2 separate regions of the Ovis aries genome follow, and region 2 is linked to region 1. Evidence: chromatin contacts called from public Hi-C data. All regions are on one chromosome and are shown on one strand. Each heading gives the region's core, a stretch centred on a gene start, on an enhancer-like site or on the middle of the called end of the contact. The rest is flanking DNA. Distances are from core to core; before and after follow the strand shown.

Region 1 (7,919 bases), core at 2,281-4,780:
TTAAACTGAAAATTACCAGGACATTGGATACTTTCAATTTATGTATCAGTACTGAGTTTTAATTACATGCCTCATACCTTTGCAGTATCTCTGAAGCCAAGTTCACTGCTTCTGTGCAGCTAAACTGTACTGCTAAGTCTCTTATTCCAATATTTGAGTTCAGGCCCAATAAACACTCAAACGATTTAAGACAACTCTGATACATCTTCTTGTTCAAGCCAGAAAGTTTAATTAAGTAAGCCTTTGAAAGGAAAAAGAAATGAATCATAAAAATCTTAAGTGCTCCATATTAGTACCTTTAACACTTGTTTAATAAGTCAGCTTTTCAAGATTAATTATTTCTGTGGCAAGTCACTCTACCTAAAGGTTTAGCTTCATTTACTCAAAATCAGTAACCATGTCAGACAAGTTAACTACTGCTTGCAATAGCTCATACCTATAGAAAGGCAGTCATGTCACATGTGTGTGCAGATAATTTAAAATACAACATAACACTACCAATGCCGAGCTGTGAACTAAAAAATGCGTGTGTGTGTGCACACGCATGCATGTGTGCACACTCAGTTGTGTCTGACTCTTTGAGGTCCCATGGACTGTAGCCAGGCCCATGGACTGCCAGGTTCCTCTGCCCATGTAATTTTCCAGGCAAGAATACTGGACTAAGGTACCATTTTCTACTCCAGGGAATCTTTCCAACCCAGGGAGAGAACCCGTGTCTCTTGTGCGTCCTGCACTGGCAGGTGGATTCTTTACCACTAGTGTCACGTGAGAAGTCCATGAATTTAAAAACAGAGAAGATATATATATGGTTACTTATTTTAACAAAGGTGCCAATTTGTAATCCATTGGAAAAACGAAGGAGCGAAGTAGTGGGAGTGGCGTGAGGAGGGTGAGTGTGTGCAAAAGGGACAGGAGACGGAGACTGGGAGAGAAACAGGAGGGACAACGACTGAGGGACACCAACTCTGCCTGGGGAAGAAAAGCTTAATAAACAATGTGCCAGCAAAGTGAGGTCATTTTAAGACAAACAGGAGCTTGCTAGAAGAGCATCCCAGGTTTAAAAAAAAAAGGCAGTGCATTTACAAAGTCAGTCATTAAGGTGCATGGCCTGTTAAGTAAGTGAATACTGTAGCTTGAGGTTAGCAGGGATCAAGAGAGGCTGGAGAGTTTGATGGTAATGGGGAGCCAACCCACTGGAAGTCAATGGTGTTTACAATGCCACCATTTTATCAGCGTAGCATATATGTGTGATAGGCACTGTGTTAGGAGTGCTACATATAGTACATTGTTTCTTCCTTACAATTATCCAGTGAAATCAGTTCAGTTCAGTCGCTCAGTCATGCCTGACTCTTTGCGACCCCATGAATCACAGCACGCCAGGCCTCCCTGTCCATCACCAACTTCTGGAGTTCACTCAGATTCACGTCCATGGAGTCAGTGATGCATCCAGCCATCTCATCCTCTGTCGTCCCCTTCTCCTCCTGCCCTCAATCCCTCCCAGCATCAAAGTCTTTTCCAATGAGTCAGCTCTTCGCATGAGGTGGCCAAAGTATTGGAGTTTCAGCTTTAGCATCATTCCTTCCAAAGAAATCCCAGGGCTGATCTCCTTCAGAATGGACTGGTTGGATCTCCTTGCAGTCCAAGGGACTCAAGAGTCTTCTCCAAATGGATACCTCTTACCCCACTTGATAGATGAGGAAACAAGAGACTCACAGAACTAGTAACTGGTGGTGCTGAGATCTGGTCTCAACATGTGAGTCTTGCCATAGCTTGGCTCTCAATCACTGTGACATTGGAAGAAAAATAATACAATGGTTTTAAAGTATGTGATTTAGGAGGATGATGCTAGTGGCAGTTTGATAGATGCCTTTGTATAAGGAAAGAAGTGCTCAGGGAAAGTACGTAGTAAAGAGTAAAGATATCATTGCAAAAAAGTTTCTCCAACTTGACACAATGGTTCTAAACTTCATCTAGAGTAACATATTCTACATATTCTAGATGAAAATTCTAAAACAGAGTTTAACAGGGGCTAGTACAACCAGAGATGAAAACATATGATTAAACTTCAGTGTCACACCAGAGTATTCAGACATTCACTGGGACCTACTTACCCTGTCCAAGGGGCACTTCATGCAGGAAGCTGCAAGGTCCAGGCACATGACTGCATTGCTGGTTTCTGTGGTTCGTGCAGACAGGCCAGCACACTTCACATGGGACAGTCGCAAGTACTCCTCCGCTTTCCTGAGCAACACATTCACTAAAACTCTTTCTTTTTCAGAAGTTTGCCCAATACTTTGGTAAGCAATAAATTCAGCCAGGTGGACTTCATTCTGACCCTAACTCTTATGCATGTTTTTTGGGGCTGGGAATGAAACTCACATCCTTTGAGAGAGGACAGGGTTCTACAAGACAGAACAAACCCCCTGACTCCGAACATCACTGTGCTCCAATCCTTTCAGGAAGAATTAAGTTCTTGAAATCCTTCAAAAAAGGCCAACCCTTCTTTCAGCCTTCCATTACTGGAACAAGCATGAACTATGGCAGACAGAGGCAGGCAGGTGAAACCAGGGTTCCTCCTTCCTTTAAATCAGTAGTTCTCAAACTTAATGTCTATGACAGTCACCTTGTAGCGTGTGAAAACAAGCCCCAAGTTTCTGATCGGTAGGCCTAGAATGGGGCCCAAGAATGTGCATTTCTACCAAGTGACAAGAAAATATTGATGCTGCTGGTCCAGGGACTACACTTTCAGAACCACTGTTCTAAATGATTAAGAGTGCAGAAGGCCATACTTCCTGTCTTTTAAGAAATGCTCCTTCCCTTCCCTCAACTAATCCACAGCCCAGGCACCCGGCCTAGCCCTGCCCTCCAGAGTTAAGTCCTGCACTCCACAGTTTAAAGTATTTAGAAATACTTTATTTCTAACCCTGGATCTTGCAAAGGCCCTTGCCATCTCCGGGCTTTTGTACAGTTTTCTGTGCCAGCTTGGGCTCTCTTCCCACATCTTCCCGTGGCTGGCAGCTTCTATCAATCGAGTCTCAGCGCAAACAGCAACCCCTCCGAGGCTTTCTGGAAAGTTTTTTTGTTTGTTTGTTTAAATTAAAAGCAGACACAGGCCACGGCTCCGCACACCAATCCTATTTCGTTTACTGCATGTCGTGGCCACCAGACACTGCCCTCCTTGGGTTCTGTATCCCGTCTGCCTCTGCCGTAAACGCACTCTCAGTAAGTTTCAGGGAAACGACCCAAGTTCTCCGCCTCTCTCCCTTTCCCACCACCGTGCATCTCACAATGCTAGCTGGTCCCAGGGGCCGCTCGCCCCTCCGGCCAGCTCACAGAGCCTATTGCCGGTAGGATTTTCTTGATGTAGAGCCTAAATTCTGCCTTTGCGCGGGAAAAGCATGGGGCCCCATTTGAGGAGGGCGCAGGGCTACTGGGGCGTGCGCAGCCGGACTCACCTCAGCACCTCCGGCTCGGCGATGCCCAGCCGCGGGGCTAAACGCCTGATCAGACCAGACTCCATGGCGCGGACTAGGACGACACCCACAGCTGAGACCAGACGAAACCCGCGCACTGATGCTGCGCTAGCCAATTAAGGCTGGGCCGCCCCCCCTCGCGGCACCTGGATTGGTTAGGACTAGAAGTTCCGACTGCCCCGCAAACCAATCCTGGCCATCCTTCTGCGCGTGCGCGCTGCGAGTACACACGTCAAGGCAAAAAGTGAATGTGCTGGGGTGGCTCCACTCACTCCACTCCTCCCTTCTGGAGAGACTCTAGTATTGCCTTTCTCTCCGGCTGCCCCTTCCTGCCGCCGAGAGCTTCCCCGGTACTCCGCACTGCCCCCGCCCTCTCACACATCGTGGAGAGATTGGCTGGCGCCTAGGTCCGTCAGTCCACCGTGAAGTGACAGGGACCAATAAATACGCGGGAGTTGGGGGACCAATCGAGAAGCCGTCTGATGGGTCCGAAGGCGGAGCTAGAGGGGGCGGGGCTTGGAGGGGCCGCAGAGTCACCTGACCGCGGGAGGCTCCGCGCGGGGTGGGTGCTTCAAGCTGCAGGCTTAGGGGAGTCGCCATGGTGAGTGCTGAGGGGCGGCGGGCCCCGGGCTGACCCTTTTCCTAGCCACTGCTCGCTCCCACCGTTTGGAACCATGCAGGCGGAGTCGGGGCCCAGCAGCCGGGTCGGGGCTAATACCAGCCAGGCTTGGCCTACGGGTTGGGGGGCAGGCCGGGGAAGGCCGCAGGCGGGCCGATCCGTGATCGGGGGCGCGGCGGCGCCTGGCCGTGGCCGTTGCTCTTTGAGGGGGTGTATTCGCTCCCTAGCTCTGAGAGTCAGTAAGGGCCTGCGAGCCCTCTGAGTGGAGTTCGCCACTGCCCCGCCTTGAGGGGATCTCTAGTGCTGGGTCTGGGCGTCTGGCTAGAACGGGGGCGTACGGAGGGCCTGAGGCGCAGAGGTTGCGTTGGGACCCGCCCAAAGGCTGCTCCCTTGCTGACGGTTCCACCTTTGTGCCTGGTAGTGCTTTCGTGTCCCTGTCTTGTGCAAGAAATACCTTCTGGAGGGTCCTTAATAGTGCCCGGGCCTTTTTTAGCCTCATAGGCCTCTTAGATTGCAGTATGTGTCAGAGAATTCTAGGGACTGGCTTAGGTGAATTTCCTGGAAGGACTCATACTATCTGATCTCCATTAATTCTGAGAGACAAAAAAGAGACTGCTTGTTTCCTTTAATATTTGTTCATTGGGCGCCCTGGCTCTTTTACTGACTTCCCCATTGATAAAATCCAGGTCTTTTACTTACTGGAAGGAGGCATTCTCCTTAGCGCCTCTCCATGCTGGCAGCAAATCGTGGTGTAGCTGTTGGCTGGTGAACTTGAACTTCCTCAAAATGTGAATCCTTGTGTCTAGTTTCCACAAAGGCAAGTTGTCACTTGCATTTTATTAGCGTTTGACATAGCCTGTACTGTATAAAGAATATTTTTGCATGTTGGTGTACAGTATGTCAGTTTTAGTTATCTCACTATTCAGTTTGTGTAGACAGGCTTCTGAAAACCTGTAAGCCTGGAAACAGGCTGCACTTTAAATGCACTAATGCCAAAAGCAAAATGTTTGACATATATTGCTTTCATATAATGTGATGCTGTACGAGGTGATTCTGCTTATTTCTCTGAATTCTTATTTGGGAATTGATATAAGAATGGTGCAAAAATTAAACTAGCATTTGTCTGTTTCTCAGCATTTATGGATTGACATTTATAGTGTTTGTAATAAAAAAGCACCTACTTGAGGATCTCTTATATATCCCCGTTCTGTGCGTGAGGAACCAGTTTGGAACAGTGAAGGAGACACCCTGTATTGTCCTCACGAATTTTACTGGGAAAGAAAACTTGAGTAGTAGTCTTGTCACAACCACTGTCTCTGACTTGGGCAAATCACTCATTCTTCTTTGAGTCTCCTTTTTGCATCTGAAAACAAATGTTCCCCTTTTGGCCCTTCCCAATTCTAAAATCTAGGGTTCAGTTCAATTTATCATGCATCTTGTGTGTCTTTTATGTCATGCACTGTGCTGGACACTGAAAACATAGCCCATGCTTTCAAAGAACTGAAGAGTCTAGCAGAAGACATGCTTATGGAACTTAATGTAGTACAGTCTGAGTACTGAGGACAGTCCATCAGTTCAGTGCTGTGGGACCATGAAAGGAGAGAAGGTTCTGGGGAGTATGGGAAAGATTACAGGAAGTAACATGTGAACTGAGATTCTGAGGACTGTGAGTAGGAATTTTCTAGGTGGAGATGAACGTGTATTGCTAGTAGATAAAGCTGGGGGAAGTAAATGGTTGTGGTGTGTGCCATCATAGGATTCCTGGGGAAATTTATTGGTAAATGAAATTGGAGGTGCCGGTATTAAAATATATTTTTGGATGTTCCATTCCTTCATCGTGCTTAGTTCTCCCTACTTCAGTTGCTATTTTGTGTCTTACCGTCATTTTAAAAATAGTATTTTCATTAACATAGTGAAATTCTGTATCTTTGTGAGATGTGTTATTTTCATTTTGTAGTTGATTAACATTGCATTGTTTGATTACATCTATGTTGAAAACATCTATATGAGTGGAGAGATCGACAAGTCTCTAGGATGGTTGTAGATAATTGCTGGTATCTATGGGGAATATAATAATGATGGGAACACTTAGGTGGATTGCTTATTACTAAGTGCTAAGCAATTTTCAAGCTTTATCAGTGTCATTTCACTTTATTACTCATAACAATGATACAAGTGTTTCTATTATCCTTGTTTGCTGCAAGAGGAAATGAAAGCACATTGTTTGAATGGGAACTAGTTTTATAAGTGATATGTTCATAGTGACCGTTGTTTTCTCTGCACCTTTTAACTGTAGAGTTGTGAGGGCTATTTGGCTTGAATGTGTGGGCTAAAAGGGGCCTAATCACAAATATTAATTTGATCTTGGCTCTAGTGTTTCCATTTTTCTCTGATATATATAACTGCTATGTACAGAGTCATTTGTAAATGACTTTTATGAGTGAGGGGTCATTGGTTACCTAATTTGTGTATAGTGAAATCATGTTCATGTTAAACTGACTTGCTCAGTCCCATACTTGGCAGGAAGGGCATCTAGATGTTCCTTTAGAATAGCCAGCTGCATTGTCTTACGAGTAACATGTAAAAGTACATTTCTTTATTATAGCTTTATCTCTTTATTTTCTACATTTTGTATACATGCTTTTCTATTAATTTTAAACCCAGTTGGTACAAAATAGAAAAATTTTGCTAATTGGCCTACAGATTACTGAGTCTAGTCAGTTCTATACAAATATTTTTGAATTGTTTGTAATCTGTTTATAGGGCTTCCCAGATGGCTCAGTGATAAAGAATCCACCTGCTAATGCAGGAGACACAGTGCAGAACCTGTGTTTGGGTTTGCTCCCTGGGTTGGGAAGATCCCCTGGAGAAGGAAATGGCAACCCACTCCAGTATTCTTGCCTGGAGAATCCCATGGACAGAGGAGCCAGAGGGACTACAGTCCATGGGGTGGCAAAGAACTGGACATGATTTAGAGACTGAGCATGAACCCAGCCTTTTTATAACCACGCTTTTATTTGCCATATAATTTATACACAGTAGCCAAAATGTAGTACTTTATACCCAAATATTCACCAGCAGATGAATGGATAAATAAAATGGTATATACACACAATGGAATATTATTTAACCTCAAAAAGAAGGAAATTTTGGATCTCCCTGGTGATCTAGTGGTTAAGAATGTGGTTAAGAATTTGCCTGCCAATGCAGGGGACACAGGTTCGATTCCTGCTCTGGGAAGATTGCCACATCTTCCACATGTCCCTGGGCGGCTAAGCCGAGAGCCCTAGAACCCGTAGTCTTCAATAAGAGAGAAGCACCACAAGTAGAGAGTCGCCCCCATTTGCCAATTCCCCTTATATGAGGTCCTAGAGAAGTCAAGCACTTAGACAAAGAAAGTGGTAGTTGCCTAGGGCGGGAGTGGGGGGGGATGGGAAGTTACTGTTTATTGCTCACAGAGTTTCCTTTTGGAAAGGTGAAAAAGCTCTGGAGATAGATGGTGGCAGTGGCTGTACAACAGTGTGAACGTACTTAATGCTGCCGAACTGCACTCTTAAAAATGATGAAAATGGCAAATTTTTACCACAATAAAAATGTGTATATTTTACCACAATAAAAATTTTATAACATACACATTTCTAATGTGTATGTTTTATCACAATAAAAATTTCTGGTTATCTCAAAGCTGGCTTTCTGAACCTAGTGAAATCCGTTGATTGTAATAATTGTTAAATCTATTGCATCCAGAGATAAGGAGCCAAAAAACCCAAACTGTTGCTTGGTCTCAGAGAACTAGCCCATGATGAACAGTGAATTTCATTAAGTCA
Region 2 (7,919 bases), core at 2,295-4,794, 310 kb before region 1:
TGTTTCCCCTCATGAATGTTTTGCCCTGACTCTGTACTTTTTACAAACAAAAGCCATTCCTGTCTCCACTTCTGTCAACCTCCTTTCCTCCTCCAATAAAACAAGGGAAAAAGAAGTAGGTTGAGGAGGAACTGACAGATTTTTTCAAAACTCCTACTAATGGCAGTTTATTTTTAAGTGCCGCTCCCAGGGAACACCAGGATTTGAAAAGCTGATAGGTACTCCCCCTTGGAGCTGCTGTCAGGGAGAAACAGGGCCTCCCTGAAAGCACACAGAACAGGCTGGAGGAGAATGGCCTCTTTCACACGCTCTTAGCCAAGTGCCCCTCCCCCTCAGGCTCTCCTGAGCATTTTCCCCCACTCCTACCACAAAGTAAGACGGACAGGACTTGTCTGGCATGCCACCCCACAGTCAAAAACCAGAGCCACGTGTCCAGCCAAACAGCCAGTACTGTTAACAGAGCACCTGGTGAAGTGATTCCATACGGCAGTATAAGGCCTTCCAATGGAGAAAGAGGCACAAAAGTCAGGGCCTGGGGAAACCCTGGGCCCACCAGACCACTACTCTTCTTTTACAGAATAGGGAAACCAAAGCCCAGAGAAGACAAGAGATTTACCCCCAAGTCACTCACCTCCCTACATATCCCATCTCTAACCAAGTCAAACCCTTTAAAATAACATCAGTCCAGTTTTGATCATTAGAGTTCAAAACAGAAGTAAAAACCCGAAGCTGTGCAAAGCTAAGCCAAAAAAAAAAAAAAAGACTGAGAAATCCTGAGAAAACATGGCTCTCTCAGAAGAGGACCTGCTGAAGCTAGCATAATGGAGAGGCTGCCCTTCAAGAGTGAAAGATTTAAGCGAGGCTTGGCTGGGGCTATTATCTCCAGCACCAGGAGTCAGGAACTGAGACTCGACGAAGTGAGGAGAGAACAAGAAGGGATGAATTTGAATGAAAGTACTGGAGAATGTAGATGGACAGAAAGAATGTCTCAAGTTATTCAGGGGTAGGACCTGGTGGTGGAGCCATCTGTCCTAGAAATCACAGAGTGTTTCCAGCCCCAATGACCAAGAACTTTCTCTAGCTCAATGATGGAGTCATATCCTGTTGGAACATCTTCTTAGTTGCCCACTGCACACCAAACTTTGCACTATAAGTCCTAAGCCCAGCACACCAGACTCCAGTCCCTCATTTCCATCTCATTCATTTATCATATCCCTTGCCAGACAGTGCTTTCCAAACAGCACAAATCCCCTCCCCTATTTGCCCAGAAATTCCCAACCTTGTTTTCGCTCCCAGCCCTCCTTCCACCTAGAATGCTCTCACATTTTCTCTACGTGCTAAAAAAAAAATAATAATAATAACCACCAATCCTTAAAGAATTTCAGGAAGAGAAGTTCAGGCCCAGAGAACAACATGGCAATCAGTTCCGTGAAAGCAAAGACAGTGTCTCCGTTCTATTCTAACCATCCCCATACTTCATGGAGTCCATGCTACTTAACAAAAGGTAGAGATAATCCTCAGAACCCCTACCGGCTCTGGAACCAGAGAAATCAGTTGTAAAGTGCTAAACCGGAAACAATTTAATCTCAGCTTTAACAGGGAGACTGTTGTCTCAAGGAGGGCCAGCTCCAGTCTGCCAGATATCAACAAGGAGCAGAAACCTTTTTTCTGCCTGTGGTCCACTTTTGGGACAGGGAGGCACAGAAACCAAGCCAGCTTTCCGAGGACCAAGCTTTAAATTTGGCCTTGCAAGGAGTCAGAGGGAGACACTGGACTTCACTTATTCAACTCACTGTTTTGAGTCAGCATAACTGGGTGTCCTGATGAAGTCTCAGCGAGCCGTGAGCTCATCAAACGCCCCGAAGTGCCCATGTTACAGTCATGGTCCCATCATGGCTTCTTCCCAAGCATTCAAGGACCATTAAGTGTCCAACTCACCCCCAGGACATTCAGTTCTGGTGCCTATGAGAGTGAGATCAAAGAAGCCTCCCCCCTTCTGGGTTAGGACTACCTTGAGCAAGCAGCTGGGTGACTACTTCATCTGCTCCTATAAATCTTAGGAATATATACAATTTTTTACATTCCCCTTCTGGACCCTGCCTCCTGAATTCCACCAGCCTTAGAACTCTGGTAAACTACAGAGGTGTTTCTTTCACCCATCAGAGCCACCTCGTTGTAGGGGGACAGGAATCACTACCAGGTGTGTGGTCACCTTATATACAGCTGTGAACTCAAGATTCCAGTCTGCTGGCCGCCAGGAGGAAGAAAGTTCCAGGGCCACCCTGCCAAGGCCCCAAAGGCCCAAGCCTCTGCTACCCACTGTGGGCGACTGTTTCCTCAGAGAACAAAATAAGGGTGTCAGTCAAGGTTCCAAAGGGGCTCTAGGGGAAGGAATTGTGCGGGACCACTTTTGTCAGGGAATCATTCCTGGAAGAATGACCCAGAAGGTCTCAGAGAGAGAAAAAGCTTCGGGAGAACACTCAGGTCTCTTCAGAGCCTTCATCGCACCTCTGGTGCCTAACGTGATCTCTGAAATTCTCCTTTATGTCTTTCCTGCCTGTCGTTGTCCTCACGCTCACGCCCCAGTGGATCTTGGTTCCACTCAAGTAAGACAGCCACATAGCAGGCAGTGCCTGGCACTAAGGGCCACTCAATTATAATTGATGAATTCAGTTCAACAAGTGAACCATATCTGAGGGCCTTACTTTGTGCCAGGTGCCGGGCACTAGTGAGGGAAGGGTTGGGGGGAGGGCATTCTCTCATTTCAGTCAAGATTGGCAGAATGAAGGAGCTTGGCCACGCGGCTGGAGGAAGTACAGCGGTTGGACCCCAGGAGGCGACAGCTGCTACTGCTCCCCCCTCGCCCCCACCAGTGCCCCTTGGCCTCCCAGGGCCCTCCCGCCCCACGCGGGCCCGGGCGCCCGCGCTCACCCGCTGCAGCTCGAGCTCGATCTCGCCGGCCTTGAGCACGATAGGTCCCCGCACCGCGTACTCCACCGCCTTCACCTGCGGGTTCATGGACTCGAGCGTAAGGATGCGCTCGCGCCGGCTCCGCTCGGGCCGCACTTTGAGCACCGCCGAGGCCTCGGCGGCCGCGCTGCTCTGACTACGGCCCCAGGGGCCGAGGGTCCGGGGGCAGCAGCCCCGCCGGACCAGCGCCGCCGCCCGCTGCATCGCGCGGCCGCCGAGTGAAACCTTGGGACAAATAGGGAAAGAGAACAAACACGTCGCGCACAGCCCAAGGCAGGCACGCGGGCACCCACCCCCAAGCTCAGCTAAGGGCTCCTTCAGCGAGAGGTGCCAGCCTGGCTCCGGGGACGGGTGCCCATCCCCCGGCGACTCGGACCCTGCACCTCGCCGCTGCAGAGCGAAAGCGCTGCACAACCGGGTTTTGCAAAGGCTGAGCCCAGTGCATGCGTGCAACGTGCCTGTCGCCGCCTGGTCACCCCTTCGTCGAGTCCGGCTAGAAAGCTCGCCTAGGGCAGCTCCTCGGCTCAGGCGCCGGCAGCCGCATCCCAGCTCCCGCACGCAGCACCGGGCCCCCAGCGCTCACACACCCACAGCCTGCGAGTCCGCCCGGGCCTCCCCGCTGGCTCCTGGGCCTTGTAGTTCCCTTGTCGTTTTTCAGAACAGGTGTGGCGAACTGGTTGAACTACAAGTCCCATAGTGCCCCGCGCTGGCCTGATCTGGGGGCCGGGCTGGAGGCGGGAGCGAGGGTCTGGCTCTGCCGTGAGCTGGGCGGGCTCTTTGTCTGGCTGAAGGGTCTGGGATTCCGGAGGGGGTCTGGCGGGGGCTCTCCTCGCGGCTTTCTGCGAATTTAGAGCTATTTGGTGCTTCTCCCTGGAGGCGCATCCCGCATTCCCCCACACAACCCTTTCCCCAACATCTGCAAAGACATAGGCGGAGAGATGGTGCAGTCCTCGCCCCAAGTTTCATCATCCAGGGTTCAGTGGCCGCTGTTTAGGAAGCAGGGGTGGGGTGGGGGTTAGGAGTTTGCGACTTGACTGCCACTTTTACCCGTCTCAACGTCGGTTTTCTTGTCAAAAGGGAGATCAACTCTCAGCCTTTAAGGATTGTCGTGAAAATTAAAGGACCAACACAGCTGGTATATACCAGGTGGTCAGGCTTCCTGACAGCTCCATTTGTAACGCTACCCCACCTCCACTACCTCTTTTAATTTCCTTTCTAGCATCAGAAATTTAGATACTTTTTACTGGCTCCCGCATTAACCATGTAAGCTCCAGAAGGCAGGGGCAACGTTTTTCTCGTTCATTGTGTTCACAACGTATTCACACAACCTCTGAGTGTTAGCAGCACATAGTAAGAACTCAGTAAACGTTTGTTGAGAATGGATGCTCAGCTTTTTGTAGCTTTTTTTTTTTTTTTGTAAAGGTACCTGCTGTTGACTGAAAAAAGATGTACAACTTGAGAGTTGTGAGTTAAGTTTTATTTTAGGCAAAATGAGGACTGAAGCCTGGAAGGCACCATCTCAGATAGCTCTGAGAGACTGCTCCAAAGCGGCAGTGGGGGAAAGTCAATATATAAGGTTTTGGTGAAGGGGATGTTCAATACCATGAAGCACTCAATTTACAAAAGGGTTTTTTGTTAGTCATGAGGGTCTGATGTCACCATGATGGTTTGCAGCATGGGGTTCAATCTCCGCAGAGGCAGATGGCAAATGCCTTGTTCTGTTACTGTCAATGCTCTTGGTAAGTGCCGATTTGTTGTTGACATGGCCCCCTTGTGGTCATAAATCCTACCAAACTTTGGGGGTCATTTCATAACCATTTTGTCCCACGTTGCTGGGAAGGCTCATCCCCAGTTCTGAAGAAGGTTTTTGTTGATAAGACACTCAATGTGCTATTACTGGACTAGGTCTTAATAGTCAAAGATCTCTGGACACCTGTCTTCTAGTTATAGTCCAGGAGAGTATTCCCTCTTGTTGCATCTTTTCATACCTGCTGCTGCTAAGTCGCTTCAGTCGTGTCCAACTCTGTGTGACCCCATAGACGGAAGCCCACGAGGCTCCCCCGTCCCTGGGATTCTCCAGGCAAGAACACTGGAGTGGGTTGCCATTTCCTTCCCCAATGCATGAAAGTGAAAAGTGAAAGGGAAGTCGCTCAGTCGTGTCCGACTCTTCGCGACCCCATGGACTGCAGTCTACCAGGCTCCTCCGTCCATGGGATTTTCCAGGCAAGAGTACTGGAGTGGGGTGCCATTGCCTTCTAGAGTTACAGTATTACAATCATTGATCATATATTGAACTATACATTTGATCAGCTGCTTCAAGTCTAGTCATCATTTCCATTGAAGTCTCCATCATATACTTGGTAATACAAGTAAGAATAATCTTGTGAAACAAGCAAAATACAAATGGTATAGTTAACAACATTAGTGGAATTAAAAGTAAATATTTTATCCATGAGCCTCCCCCACCAATTTTTATTTAAAGATTGTCAAGACTAGGGAATGGGTCACTTAGAGCAGAAACCTCATTTTTCATGTGGTTCAAATGTGTTACATTAAAGGATTTATCAGGTACAAAAATACAGCATTCAGTTTGAATTATAGCACAGATATCTCCCTGAGATGCTGTAAGGTGTCAAAGGTCTTGCAGTTGTGTAGCACTGCCTTTCTCGTCATAGAGATCTCAGAATTCAATAGGCTAATAGCCTGGTTACTATCATTTAAAGCTTATGAAAGTTGTCGAGGCTTAGATATGGTCAATTACATCCTCCAACCCCATTGAAGACACACACACACACACACACACACACACACACACGCTGCTAAATGGTCATACCAGTAGAATACAGATCTTTGACCCATTGAGATCATACTGATGGTAGATTGGTTGGGGTTACCTGTAATTTGTTGACATGTATGACCTTAAATTCATGGGAATCCCAGGCTATACCTTCGTATCATCCCTGTAAATGTCAAGGCCATAGATTAGTGCCACAAATCCACCGAGTTCCATACCAATCACTCTAAGGGTAATAACAGGCATAGTTCATAAAGCACCCAGCCTTGTCTCATAATTACCAGGTTGATCATTTTTAGTATGATTTAACCATTCCCAACATAGAGGAGCCTTTAAACTTAAATGACCATAGCCTGGTGTTAACCATGTAGATCCTCCCCATGATTGTAGGAGTTTTCATTTTAATAGATGAGAAGTTAATTTTTTATTGAGACTTAGCTCATCACTCCGATTGAGTTTAAATGACCCTAAGAGAAAACTTAAATCTATGGCCAGCCTCAGAGCAGGTATTTTTAATTGGCCAGGTGAGAGGATCCCATCTAGAATTATTATTAATAAAGAGAACAGGACTGAACACTCATCTAAAACAAATTTCCAATTAAAAATAAATAAATAAATAAAACAAATTTCCTAGGGGGTATTCAATCAGAGCCGTAAAGAACAGAAACCCACGAAGGTAACCAAGAAGTAATAGGCACAGGTAATTGGCCGCAATCCAACAATTGGATTTAAAAACTGGAGTTTTAAACTAGCATAGAATCATGTCCATGATAGAAAACATGTGATTGATAGGCATAGGTCCAAGGAATCAAGAAAACATTATGAATGATCATAAAAGTCAGATCAGCATCTTGGGCAGGCTGTCTACTTCTGATGTCATCTTCTCACCCTAGTGTAGTGTAGTTTCCTGGTTGAGCATTGTTTTAAGATGAGTTGAGGTCAGCAGGCCTCTCTATGAACCAGTCCAGCTTAGGGGCCTTTGGAAATGGGAGTTAACTGAAGAGTCAATTTCCCTTCAATTTCACTGGGGGTGAGCTAGTTAAGAGTACCTGATAGAAAGGTCCTTCTATCCAGGTTGGAGACAGTTTCTTAAATTATGTCTTCTTCCAGTCTTGACTGAAGATCATGTGTGAGGCATCTGATCTTCATCCAAAGAGAGATTACTGCCATAAGCTTCAGAAACAACTCTAGAGTGTCCTTTAATAATTCAATTAAATTTTACATTAATATACCCTAACAGCAAAGAACTATCCTGGAAATAAGTCTTAGTAGATACAGACCTCCATTAACAAACTAGGATTTAACTTTCCTTGAAACATCTCTTTCTCTCTAAAATCACCATCATCTTTATCAAATATACGGAGAAGGCAATGGCACCCCACTCCAGTACTCTTGCCTGGAAAATCCCATGGATGGAGGAACCTGGTAGGCTGAAGTCCATGGGGTCGCTGAGAGTTGGACATGACTCAGTGACTTCACTTTCACTTTTCACTTTCATGCATTGGAGAAGGAAATGGCAACCCACTCCAGTGTTCTTGCCTGGAGAATCCCAGGATTGGCGGAGCTTGGTGGGCTGCTGTCTATGGGGTCGCACAGAGTCGGACACGACTGAAGCGACTTAGCAGTAGCAGCAAGACCTGTTTGTAATATAGGTCTGGTCTCAAGAAACTTGGCCTGATGATTTACCTAACCATAATTGATCATAGACTTTTTTGCTTCGCTGAGAGTTGCTTTGCTCAGACTGAACTTTTAAAATCTCTGGAGGGTTCAGATAGAGAGAAAAGATAAATGTTTCACTTGTTTATAAAATGTAATTTTACCAAATTACTGTCATAATTAGTTTGAGGGGAGGGTTGTTTTTCCTTACACCTGGAAAACACAGATTCAAATCAGTAATTTTTCATATAGAAACCATAAAAGTTATAAGCACATTCACAGGTTCATTCAGTCCTTTTGTTAACCTTTGTGAAGTCATCAGGTTTTCTATTAGAATCCTTACTCAGTTCAGAAACTGGTATTTATCCAAAAGTCCTTTTTATAAATCTACTTGAAGAGGTGAAACTTGGTTAGTGCTATGACAATATCAACATAGTAACTAGAATTATGCCTGGTAATATTTTACCCAAACATATCAAAATTTTAGGAACTCCATACA

Evidence for each region. A called contact is a pair of places that touch in the nucleus more often than the background predicts.
Region 2: a contact with region 1 is called in a Hi-C map of skin fibroblasts, with 1.9 times the contacts expected there. The contact joins the promoter of GPT2 here to the promoter of ORC6 in region 1. A contact is called at or near these places in 4 of 16 Hi-C or Micro-C datasets (hypothalamus, muscle, skin fibroblasts and 1 more).

What each region holds. Positions count from the first base shown.
Region 1 is chr14:14,548,030-14,555,948 of ARS-UI_Ramb_v3.0, reverse strand. It overlaps ORC6 (origin recognition complex subunit 6), which reads right to left and starts at 3,530. Exons shown (of 7, transcript XM_027977796.2): 1 at 3,456-3,530; 2 at 2,112-2,257; 3 at 78-241. The coding sequence starts at 2,159. VPS35 (VPS35 retromer complex component) reads left to right here and starts at 4,013. Exons shown (of 17, transcript XM_042231575.1): 1 at 4,013-4,909.
Region 2 is chr14:14,855,656-14,863,574 of ARS-UI_Ramb_v3.0, reverse strand. GPT2 (glutamic--pyruvic transaminase 2) reads right to left here and starts at 3,544. Exons shown (of 12, transcript XM_004014968.6): 1 at 3,429-3,544; 2 at 2,932-3,195. The coding sequence starts at 3,174.